Regions from separate parts of the Mus musculus genome. Here all the other regions are linked to region 4. The links are chromatin contacts, called in public Hi-C and promoter capture Hi-C maps. All regions are on one chromosome and are shown on one strand. Each heading gives the region's core, a stretch centred on a gene start, on an enhancer-like site or on the middle of the called end of the contact. The rest is flanking DNA. Distances are from core to core; before and after follow the strand shown.

Region 1 (2,704 bases), core at 142-2,641, 1.7 Mb after region 4:
TTGAGGTACAAGATGAACGTGCCAGAGACATTTCCTTCTGTCTTTTAAAATAAATTGTATATGTTCCTGTCCAACGCTGAGCTAAGAACACCACCAAATCAGGCAGAACTCTACGCGAATGTGTCCAGGCTCTCTAAAGAAAACCCCCATGCTTCCTGTCTTTTATTTTTGTTAAATGATTTCCCTGCTTTCTGCTGGTAAGAAATATTTCCAAGTTTTTCTGTCTTGTCTGTTATGATGGCTATTCTTGGTAGACAAACTGACTACAAATTAACTAAGACCCAAAAAGTTGCATATACCTGTGAGAGATTTTTCTTAATTAAAACTTATGAAGTGGGAAGACGCTTCTGGGTCTTTTGAGGCGATAAGATCCACCTTTAATCTGGGCCACACCTTCTGGTGACAGTCCACATAAATAGAGAAGAAAGAAGCTCTCTCTCTCTCTCTTTCTCTCTCTCTCTCTCTCTGCCCTATCTTTGGTTAGCAAGTTCATTCCTTTAGAGCCTCCTTCTTTGAAAATGTGGTATACAGTGAAGCCCAGCTTAGACACGCAGCCTCATGGACTGAACTACTGGATTCTTCCAATTTTAGTTGCTAGACAGCACTTGTTGGTCTAGCTGGACCACAGCCTGCGAGCCGTTTTAATAAATCCCCTTTCTACATACAGAGAGGGAAAGAGACGCTCATTTTTATCATTTCTGTTCATCTAGAGAACCTTGACTAATACAGCTGCGTTTTCTCACCTTAACTCAGAAAAATGTTAGGAATAGTGTTCATAAACAACATTCTTCCTCGAACCATTTCTTTCTAATTATTCAAGTTACCGTGGAGACTACACTTATCATTAGTGTTAATTTGTCAAGAGATAGACCTGAATTTCAGGAAGAAAACTCCTATAGGGATGGATCCACCATCCAGCCTTCTTGTGGGAGAAACACATTTCATTGTGTTTGTGATGTGGTTCCAGGTTTTCTCTCAGGATTGTCCAGTGTACCTTTGCCAGCCAGGTAGAACGTAGCTGTAGCTCACCTGACCTCACCGTGAACCCACAGAACAAACATTTGTTTTCTAAAATCTCCTTAATTATTAATATCGTGGGCACCCTTCCACTTGTGGGACAGGAGAAACACTCCACTCCACATTTTGTAATGTGCTATTTAAACTAGCTACCTTGTGTCAAGGAGGAAAAGGGGAAAGTGCCTACCACGCAAGGAAAGATAGAAGTGAAGCTACCTCAGGTCAAGAGCAAGGACTCCTGAAATGCAAATATCTGCAACAGGAAATACTGTTCTGTGCTGTTCCTTAAACTCCAACGCCAAAGGAGGGACTCTTGTCACTCAGGCCTCATCAGCCAATGAGAACCTGCAGTCGGAGCGTCATCGGGGAGGCGGGCTCTTCCGGGCGCCAGGCTCCAGGCTCCGTTCCGAAGCTGGGAAAATGCAAGCGGTTCTTTGCGTGTAACAGGATCTGTGAGGGGTGCACGCGAGCTTGGAAGCCACGCTATGGTGAGCAAGGGACCGCAGTCTTGGGAGAAGTGGGCTGCTGAGCCTCGGCATCCCTTTTGGTAGGCTACCCTTGGACTGGATGGAAGCTAGTGGGCCAGATGTGGAGTTGTATGAAGTCCCATGCGGTCTCTGTAGTTCCCTGTACCAAAGTGGTGACCTCTGAAGAACTTCACCCTGTGGGCAGCGTCTGTGTAGAGCTTTGGGGACATGGTGTGTGCGTAGAAACATCTTTGTAGCCAACATCACCGTGCTTCTTGTGCATCAGAGGACGGCAGGTTGCCGTTTTAGTTTAGCTAGCATCTCTAGAATTTCTGTTCTTCGGATTTCACATTTGGAGTTAATTTTGTGGGTATTGTGCATGGAATCTTATGTGTTGGTAGCACTCCACTATTTTGCTGAGATGATAATGCAAAGGATTTACCAATGCTTCGGAGAGAATAAGTCACACAGAGTAGAGTTTAGCTAAAGGTGGGCTGCCTCTGAAACACCCAAAGATATAGTGTATTAATGAGGTCTGTAAGAGATGAAGTGCTAGATACGCATGTTTGTTCACCAGGATTGTCTAGACATTTGGCTCCAACCATAAGGAAGGAGACAACCCTGATCTTAAACAGCCGCTAGACCGATGCCCTTAAGAAGTGGCAGGAGACCAAGAAGCTGCTCAAAGGAGCAGGTAGGGTCATGTAACCAACATTAAGGCCTGGTGTGCCATAAAAGTCCTGTTTTCTTCTTAGGCAGTGGCTGCTTTCTATGGATCCTCTTATATAGATGCAGCCAGTTGTCCTTTTGTTAGCAAGCCAGACAGCAGTATGGTCTTCACTGTAGCAGCATCAAGATCTCGGCCTGCCTGCTGTGGGCCTCTGCGTTTATTAGTTATAAGGAGCCGTCACATCATTACTACATTATCTGCTACACACAGCGCTGACCTGAGCTGGAGAGCTGACCTGAGCTAGCTGCTCCTCAGCTTAACACCCAGCTCAGTCCTCTTCTAACTTCTTAGTGTGCTCTCTATGATTTCCCACCCCAGCTTTTATCTTTTCTCCTTTATACTTTTATAATCTTTCTCAGTCTGGCATATTCACCTAGGGACCCTGACACTGAAGAATGGTCTACTGTTCCAGGATACTGGTGTACTTAAGAAATAGTCCTGGGAATACTTTGTTGTGTAAGCCTCTCTTCTGCCTAAGTAACCACTTAGC
Region 2 (2,700 bases), core at 154-2,653, 1.2 Mb after region 4:
GTCTTAGGCTGTTTTAATAGCTGTTCTTCACCCTACGAAGCTCACTTCCTGAGCTCACCCTAGTGAAGCACATTGGACACATCCATTAGGTAGTTGATTCAATGCAGAGGAGTGATCATATATGTATTAGGTTCCTACAATGGGAATTGCCCATCTCATATTTTCTGGAAGCTCAACACATAATCCCTCTGTTACAGCAATCCCTCTTCTGTGTGTTCAGGTGACCTTTTATGCCTAGAGAACCAGTTACTCTCTGCCTTACACTTCTGTTTCCAAGTTTGTTAGACTTCTCTCCACGCAGCAGAACCCATAGTTTATTAATGCTCAAGGACCATAATAATTGGAGCTCTCTTGAACAAAAAGTGTCAACACAATCCAATAAACCCCGTGGAATTGCTAGGGTTTACTAGATATTTAAATTCTTTATAAATATAGAATCGTAGTTAGTTGTCTTTAATGACATTTAAGTCAAAACTGTGCCAAGTCGTTGCAATCTGAATAAAAAATGGATTTTGCAAAATACAGCCATCCGATCATTCATTACTACTTCATTTTTAGCGTCCACTGAGGATATGTACAATAGTGTTAACGTCTTTTCCTCCATAACTTCAGAATCACTGACGACAGGGGTACAGGTGCAGGAAGTGTGGCGGAAACAAACAACTTTGCCTTCGCCCAGCACAGCTTTCCTTTTCCTCCAGCCCTCGGAATGCCCCACTGCACCCCTAGACCATTCCCTGGAAGAGCTTCTCCCCGCCCCTGGCACATACAACTGCATGCAGTCACATGCAGATGTGAAGACCCTTGGGATCCAGAGAGTCACCATCGCGGCGGCACAATGCAGGGGAGCGTGCTGCCCACGGGCCACCCTCTTCATCACAGCAAATACAATCCAAAAACAGCAAACTAGAGGCACCCGCACATATGCCAAGGCTACTTTGAAGTGGGGTTTCTGGAGAGTAAGCCAACAGCTGGGGGCTCAATTACCGCTGAAGAAGCTGAGCTGGCCGTGGGGTGCGGCACGGGACCCTCGCGCGTCCACCTAGAGACACCGATCCCTCCACGCGCCTCGCAAGGGCTACAGAGGGCAGTGATTCCGGAGTCCTCAGCCCTAGGACAGCAGTGGTCTCTGGAAGCCAGCGGTGCAGGCGTCCTCCCGGCTGACAGAGAGCCACCCTGAGGTCGAGGTCGGGGGCAGTGGCGCGGACTGGAAAACGGCAGCGACACGCCCGCACATAGCGGGCCACACCCGTCCAGCCCTCAGGGTAGGGACCCCGACTTACCCCAGGCAACACTGCAGACAGCGGAGCCGGATCCCTCGGCTACGCTGCTCCCCTGCTGCCGCTGAACTTTCCCTCCTGCGAGGCGGCCCTGGGCTCGGCTCCACCTCCAGTTCCAACAGCCGCTGAGCCTCCAGGGACCCGGAGCAGTAGGGGGAGGGGGAAAGCGGGGAGCGCGGGCTGAACAGCGGCCAAGCACAGCGCCGGCCTCCGAGTGGGAGCCCGAGGAGCCGAGAGCTGAGAGGTGGGGGTAGCGTGGGCCTCAGGGCTGGGGTCGTGTATGGCTGCAGTCATCTAATTCCTCCAGGGCCAGTCTGCAGTGCGTCCCCGCTCCAGGTCCGAGCAGAGCAGGGTGCCCTGGTTGAGAGACTGTCACTGCAGGGAGCATGAGTGGAGAGCAGGGTCTCCTGTACCGTAGAGACTTCAAGTGTGATTGATCACCAACATCAGAGAAGTTGGCGATAGAGACTAGGGCACTGTTGGAAGTTGCGCCCCAACAGAGAGGGGGCATCTATCCTACAAGTTCGTCCCCACTCCCCAACTCATCCCCGAGGCATTTGCGCTGCTAGGACTGTCCTAATGGCTTGCCTCCAAAACTTCTTACACTCTACTTGAGAGAATTAATAAGATAGTCACTGTTTTGGGTGCCCTGAGTTGTAGTAATAAGGCCTTCAGTAAGAAGCTTTTATTTACAAAAGATCAGAAACCCCTTTAACCCTTCAGCCCCAACTGTGGCTAAGCGATGTCTGTAAGGACCTCTAGCGGCCACATCCCTACATCAACTCAGCTGAGATTCGTGGAAAAATAGAAGAATCCGTGTTTGCCAAATCACAAAACATACAGTGTAATTTTTCTAGCTGCATCAAAGTACTGCATGATAGGAAGATAACAAAGAGTTAACACTGCATAGATATGCACGTACATATGTGGACATCAGTTATTTCTCACAGATTAGCTCCTAGCATCCTCAAAAGGCAATCATATGGCAATTTCCATTTGCAGATGGACGTCACTAGGTGGAAGTCAGGGTTTTTTGATTTCACACTTAGTAGGTAGTCGGGCAACTTCTTCAGAGCTTTTGTCCTAACTGCCACTAAAGCATTCCTGTCTTCATCTACTGATAGGTTCTTCTAGTTCTGATTGCTTTCACCTACTGAAGTAGCTCTCATCTCTTTACTCAATGGTGTCTCCAGAATCATGTAATAAAGTTATACATAGGTTTTAGTTTGGAAAAATGGGCTAGAAATTCTGAGTATGCCATGGCCCCAGCACAGACATGCCCTGCAGGCTATGTGAAAGATAGAGAACATACTTTATATCTTGCGTGCGCCCGACTCAACCAGCAAGAATGACGCTGCAACAGGATCCTTCTGCACACGTTTATTGGGAGAGCTTGATTGCAGAAGCAAAGAGACCCCAA
Region 3 (2,700 bases), core at 26-2,525, 1.3 Mb after region 4:
TTCATTCTTAACTTGAAGGTTACTGGAGCTTCAAGTCTTCCAGGCTTAAAGATCCCTCCTAAAAAGCTTATCTGGAAGAAGACAGTTAGGTCAGATATCAGAGATGATGTAGATGTTTATTGCCCCAAATAGTTTTGTTTCGTAGCCTATGTCCCTTCTCTTCACAAATAATCTTTGACATAAACAAAGCTTCATCCAAGAACTGCAATTCACTATTGTAATGTTTATATTCATATTTATTTTTAATATCTGTATTTTTTACTTAAATAAGTAAATTCCTAATTTCTTTGTTAAAGAAAAAAAAATTAATCAGAACAGGCACATGTCCTTAATTCCAGCACTTTGGAGATGGAAGTCAGGAATCAGGAGTTTAAGATCATCCTCGTATACTTGCCAAGTTTAAGGTCAGCTTGGGCCATGACCGAATGTCTCAAAGGAAAAAAGAAAAGAAAACCAGCTCTGAATTCTTCGATGTCCTGGTTTTAAGTGGCAAATGATGGCTACAGTTGATAGGAACTATATACAAACACCTATAAGAAATATATATATATACATGCACTTAGACGGAAAACCAAAGCTAGCAATTCACTTTCCGGACACTTCCAATTCAATAAATGAATATTGCCTTGTCAACAGAACAGGGGGACTGTTTTGTTATTGTGGTTGTTCAAATGCAAAACCAAAGCCAGGATTTCGGTACCGATTTATACTGCAGCTATTTTCCATTGTTCAAATGATCAAAGTTTTTTTGTTTTTTTTTTGTTTTTTTGTTTTTTTTTGTTTTTGTTTTTGTTTTTTTTTTTAACTCTTGCAGAGCAGGTGGTTCGGACATCCAGCCGAGCATCTTCTAAATGCTAATTTTTCCGTATAGGAGAAAAAGAATAAGATTCAGGCGAAATAATGCCTGGGGCAGGGGCAAAGATGTTGGCAAAGCTCAAAAGCAACAGGCGATCCAGGGTCTTTCCGCATGCGAGGGTGGGGTCGTCTTGCACAGTCCAGGCCCAGCCCTCCGCGACACTTCGAAACTACACCTTAACCCTGGGCACCAGGTTTATTTACACCGAAGGACCGCCGCTCCGTGTCTGAGCGTGTCGCGGACCTTCAAACCCGGGCTGGAATCAAAGGAGAACGCAAGAACCTGGAGCACAGGGTTGCCGACTCTGACGCTTACTCCCAGGCGGTCAGCGGCGCGCTACCATCGACGGATGGCAATCCGAGTAATGAAAATCCAGGTCTCCGTAGTTTCCATAGGACTCTACAGAACCTCTGCGGCCTGTGGTTGGCTGGTCTCTGGGCATGCGCAGTGGCCACCTGGGGGTTGGCGGCGCCCTAGTGTCGCCTACTGGAAGGGCAAAAACCCGGGACCATGTCGGCCCAGGGCGACTGTGAGTTTCTGGTGCAGCGAGCCCGGGAACTAGTGCCCCAGGACCTGTGGGCAGCCAAGGCATGGCTGATCACGGCCCGCAGCCTCTACCCGGCCGACTTCAACATCCAGGTGAGTCAGACCCGGCGCGTCCGCACGCGCGGAAGAGAGCGTTTGGCCGAGCCCAGTGGCCCTGGGCGCTTTGCGCGGCCGCTGTCCCCCTCCCCACGTTGCTCCTACCCTGCTCCACAGGACAGTTGACCAACCTTTTCCCCAGCACCTGCAAAGGCGGAAACCATACAGTAAATCCGGGTCTGGTTGATCCTGTACAGTGCATCTTTGCCACTAGGGCCCAGGGCATTCATTCATTGATCATGGTAGCAGCCATCTGTTCAGTTGCTGCTTCTTTGGGGACGTTTCTACTCCACTTGATCCTAGAAGCCCTGCAGATGGGGTGAATTCTGGGCCACCAGGCTCTCATTTCCCTTCGTGGGTGTTCTGGGTGAAGGCCCACCTCTGAGCAGTGCTGCAGGTGGGCTGGAGCTGGACCAGCTACCACCGTGGAAGCCGTTGACCCTGTCTGCCTTGTTTCAGTATGAAATGTACACCATCGAACGGAATGCCGAGAGGACTGCCACCGCAGGGAGGTTGCTGTATGACATGTGAGTTAACTGGGATCGTTCTGGGAGCTATTGTTGATATCTGAAGGGGTCCTCTTCAGATATGAACAATTGATAGTAGCAGTCGGGGCTCTGCAAGATCATCCTCTTCCCTGGTACCCAGAATTCAGGCCTTAATTGCCAACAGGCGTTCTACAGAGACGACTTTTTAATTCTTGTATTTTAATCCCCAAATTTGTAGCCAGTGATTTATCATAGGCTCATTACAAACATTCAGACAGCAATTGATAGAATGAAATGTGAAATCCCTTCTAACCCAGAGCTAAGTTTTGTGTGTCTCCATATGTATACATACATACACTGGGTAGCTGATAAAAGCGAGGCCATTCTACCCTGAAGTGTACTTTCATAACCCGCTGTTGTGGACCCTCTGGGTCTAGTCTATAGAGACAACTGATGTTCTTAATGGCCATGTATCATTTTCTGGGTGCATGGTTAATTTCCAATTTATTTATGTTTGGAATGTCAGTGAGTAATTCTGCACCCATATTTTGATGTTTTGTAGCTAAGGGATATGTACAATTCATCATCTATCAAATTACTCTTTAAAAAGGATAGCCTAAATATCTGTTTCCACAAATTATATATATGTATGTATATATATATATATATATATATATATATATATATATATATACATATATATTTATATGTGTA
Region 4 (2,700 bases), core at 85-2,584:
CCCGAACAATTCTTGGAGCCCTGTCTTACTGTTGTCTCTGTGTCTATATGCCAATGCTGTTAATAACTTTTTCAATAAACCCATTATTGCCCAGTAATCCAGCCCAGAGACCTCTTGAATACCCTTCTCCATGCAGATTCCAATGCCAGGCCTCTAGTTTGCACTGCATAGCCAGTATTCCTCTCAGTCCTCGTCTGGTAGTGATCATATTAAGGTAAACGGAAAAGCAAGAGCTGAGATATTACCAAAGCTATAGGTTACATTGCCACAGTGATGCTTGCTTTATCTTGTGTTTGTGGAAATGGGCTCGTGTAGCCCAAGCTGGCGTTGAACTTGCTGTGTAGCCCAAGATGACCTTGAGTTCTTGATGGTCTCCCTTCACTTCTCAAGTGCTAGGATTGTGGGTATCAGCCACAGGGTAGCTGTTTTGTTGTTGTTGTTGTTGTTGATTGGGCTTTGGTTGTAGGAATGTAAGAGTTTGGAAGTTCTAGTTTAGGTATAAAACTATACAAGCAGATTGCCAACCAGTGGTTGTTGTTAACAAAGGAAGCAAAATCCCTCAGAACCATGCAGAGAGGTATTGCTGTGCATGCGTCACAGTGACCCAACTGAGCAGATAGAAACTGGGGATATAGTTCTATAACTCACTTCTCCTCACCTGAGCCACACCCGACTACATGCCACCAAGCATAAATTTAGGAATCTATTTTGACAACCCAGAATATAAGAACAGTGTGTGCCAAGGAGTCTTTAAATTATAGTGTACAGGGAAATAGCTAAGAAACAGCAAGCATTATCTACAAGAATCATTAGTATAAATCGAAAACAGAAATACATAGGACAGTTGTCGTTTTTTTGCAACCCATATCCGGACACACGTCATACACATTCCACAGTGTCTTTGGATAGAGCAGTAAAAGGACCTGAAGATGAGAAATGAAAAAGAAATAAGGGGGAAAACAAAACTTAGTGGAAGGAAAGGCATACATTAGGAATGTGGGTGACATGTGGTAACCGCTTCCTCCTCTACGTCCTTGATCTGCTTTGCAAGAGCCTATTTCAAGCTCTGACCTCTCACAGGCTCCCAGAGATCATAAACTCTGTGAAATGCAAACCTATCACGAGAAATGCAAAAATATCATGATATCTCACGCAAAGAACGGACTAGAGAAAGAGTTCACCAGGGTTAAGTGAAGCCCTACAACTACATTTCCCAGAGATCCTTGAGATGGTTTAAAAAAAAACTAAGCATAAGGGGCGGAGCAACTTGAACAGCCAATAAGAGCTCTTCCTTTGCAGACCAGGGAACTGAAACTCACTCAGCTTACTTCCTGGTCCGCCCGGTTGCAGTCCTGGTAGCGGGTAAGTGGGGGCTCCCTAATAGATTTGGAAATCAGGATTTCTTCCTCTTCCAGAAGGAAGACCGGGAGAGAACAGCACAACACAGTCCTGACTTTCCAGGCCCAAGTTCTTTTAGAAAGTTTGGGTGGCACATACTTCGAAGCCAAGCTAGGAATACTTTGCAGTACACAGGTGATTCTGACAAATGTTTTGTTTAAGTAGGTGACAGGCAGCCACATTCTATTAGATTTGAAGAGCCATTTAGTTCCTTTTATGCTGTTTCCTTATCAGTCACAAATGAACTAGTAATGGTGTTTACTTAAAGGGTTTCTGAGCGTTCAGGAGGTGCGTTAACAGCATAGGAAACCAATCCCTCCAATTTGTTCCCTCTGGGACTCTTTAACAATGTCATTCACTGCATTTCCAGAGGAACTCTTGGAAGTACTTTTGTCATGCTTGAAGAAGGGTAAGTGTGTAGGGTCTTAAGGAACACCAGAAAATCGACTACTTCCTGTGACTTAAGACTGAGACGTTACCTTGGAACACAGTCGACAGGTTTACTCAACAGTGTGGTGCCAGCTCATGCCAAAAGTCCTCGGAGCTAACGCCCCGTGACCCATGGACCCTGATATCATGAACTCTATTCTGTACTTTGGGCATAATGTCAACTACATTGCTTGGCTCTTTTCTGTTAACAGTTCTGCTCTTTCTCCAGCTCCGGTTTGACTGCCTCAGACTCAAAGCAACTGACTCCACCCCGACTTTAAAAAACAAAAAACAAAAACAGACAAATGCCAACTCTGATTTTATTATATTTTATTTTTTTAAGCTTCCTGCTAAAGACTAACTGTATGGTTTTACCATTTTTATCCATGGCGCGTATTTCTCTTGCCCTTTGCTAACCCTATTAGATTGTTTGCCTAGTAGCATCCCCTGCCTCTGCCTGGCTGTTGGAGGCCTTTACTCGCAGCCTTGGATGCCATGTAGGTTTTCTGTAACCGAAGTGCAGCTTGTTAGTGCTCTTTGCATATGGCCAAGCCAACAAGTCTAGTGTCTTCCACCCAGTTAATCAAAAAGATGGCTTAGGGTTGTCAACAGAGTTGGATTCTGTGGGCTTCAGGAAGAGAAATGAAAGAGAAAAGAAAAGGAATTAAGGGAGAAAATAGTACACATACAAAATTACAAGCAGTCCATTAGCTCTCATTACAACTTCACTGAATATCAGCAGTAATCCATGCAATAAATATATCGGCCCCTAATGGTGAATCCTCCTTCTAGTCTGACTACTGTCAGAAACCTATCATAGCTTTCTCCATCCGGATTGATCTTCTCTATTTTTTTTTCCTATGTTGGCTTCTT

The links. Promoter capture Hi-C pulls out the DNA fragments that hold promoters and counts their contacts. A called contact is a pair of places that touch in the nucleus more often than the background predicts.
Region 1: a contact with region 4 is called in a promoter capture Hi-C map of pre-B cells, with 6 times the contacts expected there. The contact joins the promoter of Zfp930 here to the promoter of Nat2 in region 4. A contact is called at or near these places in 1 of 39 promoter capture datasets (pre-B cells) and 1 of 9 other capture datasets (adipose tissue).
Region 2: a promoter capture Hi-C map of pre-B cells shows a contact between it and region 4. The contact joins the promoter of Csgalnact1 here to the promoter of Nat2 in region 4. A contact is called at or near these places in 1 of 39 promoter capture datasets (pre-B cells) and 1 of 9 other capture datasets (macrophages).
Region 3: a contact with region 4 is called in a Hi-C map of regulatory T cells, with 8 times the contacts expected there. The contact joins the promoter of Ints10 here to the promoter of Nat2 in region 4. A contact is called at or near these places in 2 of 39 promoter capture datasets (cranial neural crest and pre-B cells) and 1 of 484 Hi-C or Micro-C datasets (regulatory T cells).

The regions. Positions count from the first base shown.
Region 1 is chr8:69,207,655-69,210,358 of GRCm38.p6, forward strand. It overlaps Zfp930 (zinc finger protein 930), which reads left to right and starts at 1,392. Exons shown (of 4, transcript NM_001013379.2): 1 at 1,392-1,505. The coding sequence starts at 1,503. It overlaps Gm39188 (a long non-coding RNA gene), which reads right to left and starts at 1,343. Exons shown (of 2, transcript XR_870488.3): 1 at 1,205-1,343.
Region 2 is chr8:68,733,743-68,736,442 of GRCm38.p6, forward strand. Csgalnact1 (chondroitin sulfate N-acetylgalactosaminyltransferase 1) reads right to left here and starts at 1,404. Exons shown (of 10, transcript NM_172753.5): 1 at 1,284-1,404.
Region 3 is chr8:68,792,654-68,795,353 of GRCm38.p6, forward strand. Ints10 (integrator complex subunit 10) reads left to right here and starts at 1,276. Exons shown (of 17, transcript NM_027590.4): 1 at 1,276-1,495; 2 at 1,958-2,025. The coding sequence starts at 1,367.
Region 4 is chr8:67,493,541-67,496,240 of GRCm38.p6, forward strand. Nat2 (N-acetyltransferase 2 (arylamine N-acetyltransferase)) reads left to right here and starts at 1,335. Exons shown (of 2, transcript NM_001168577.1): 1 at 1,335-1,362.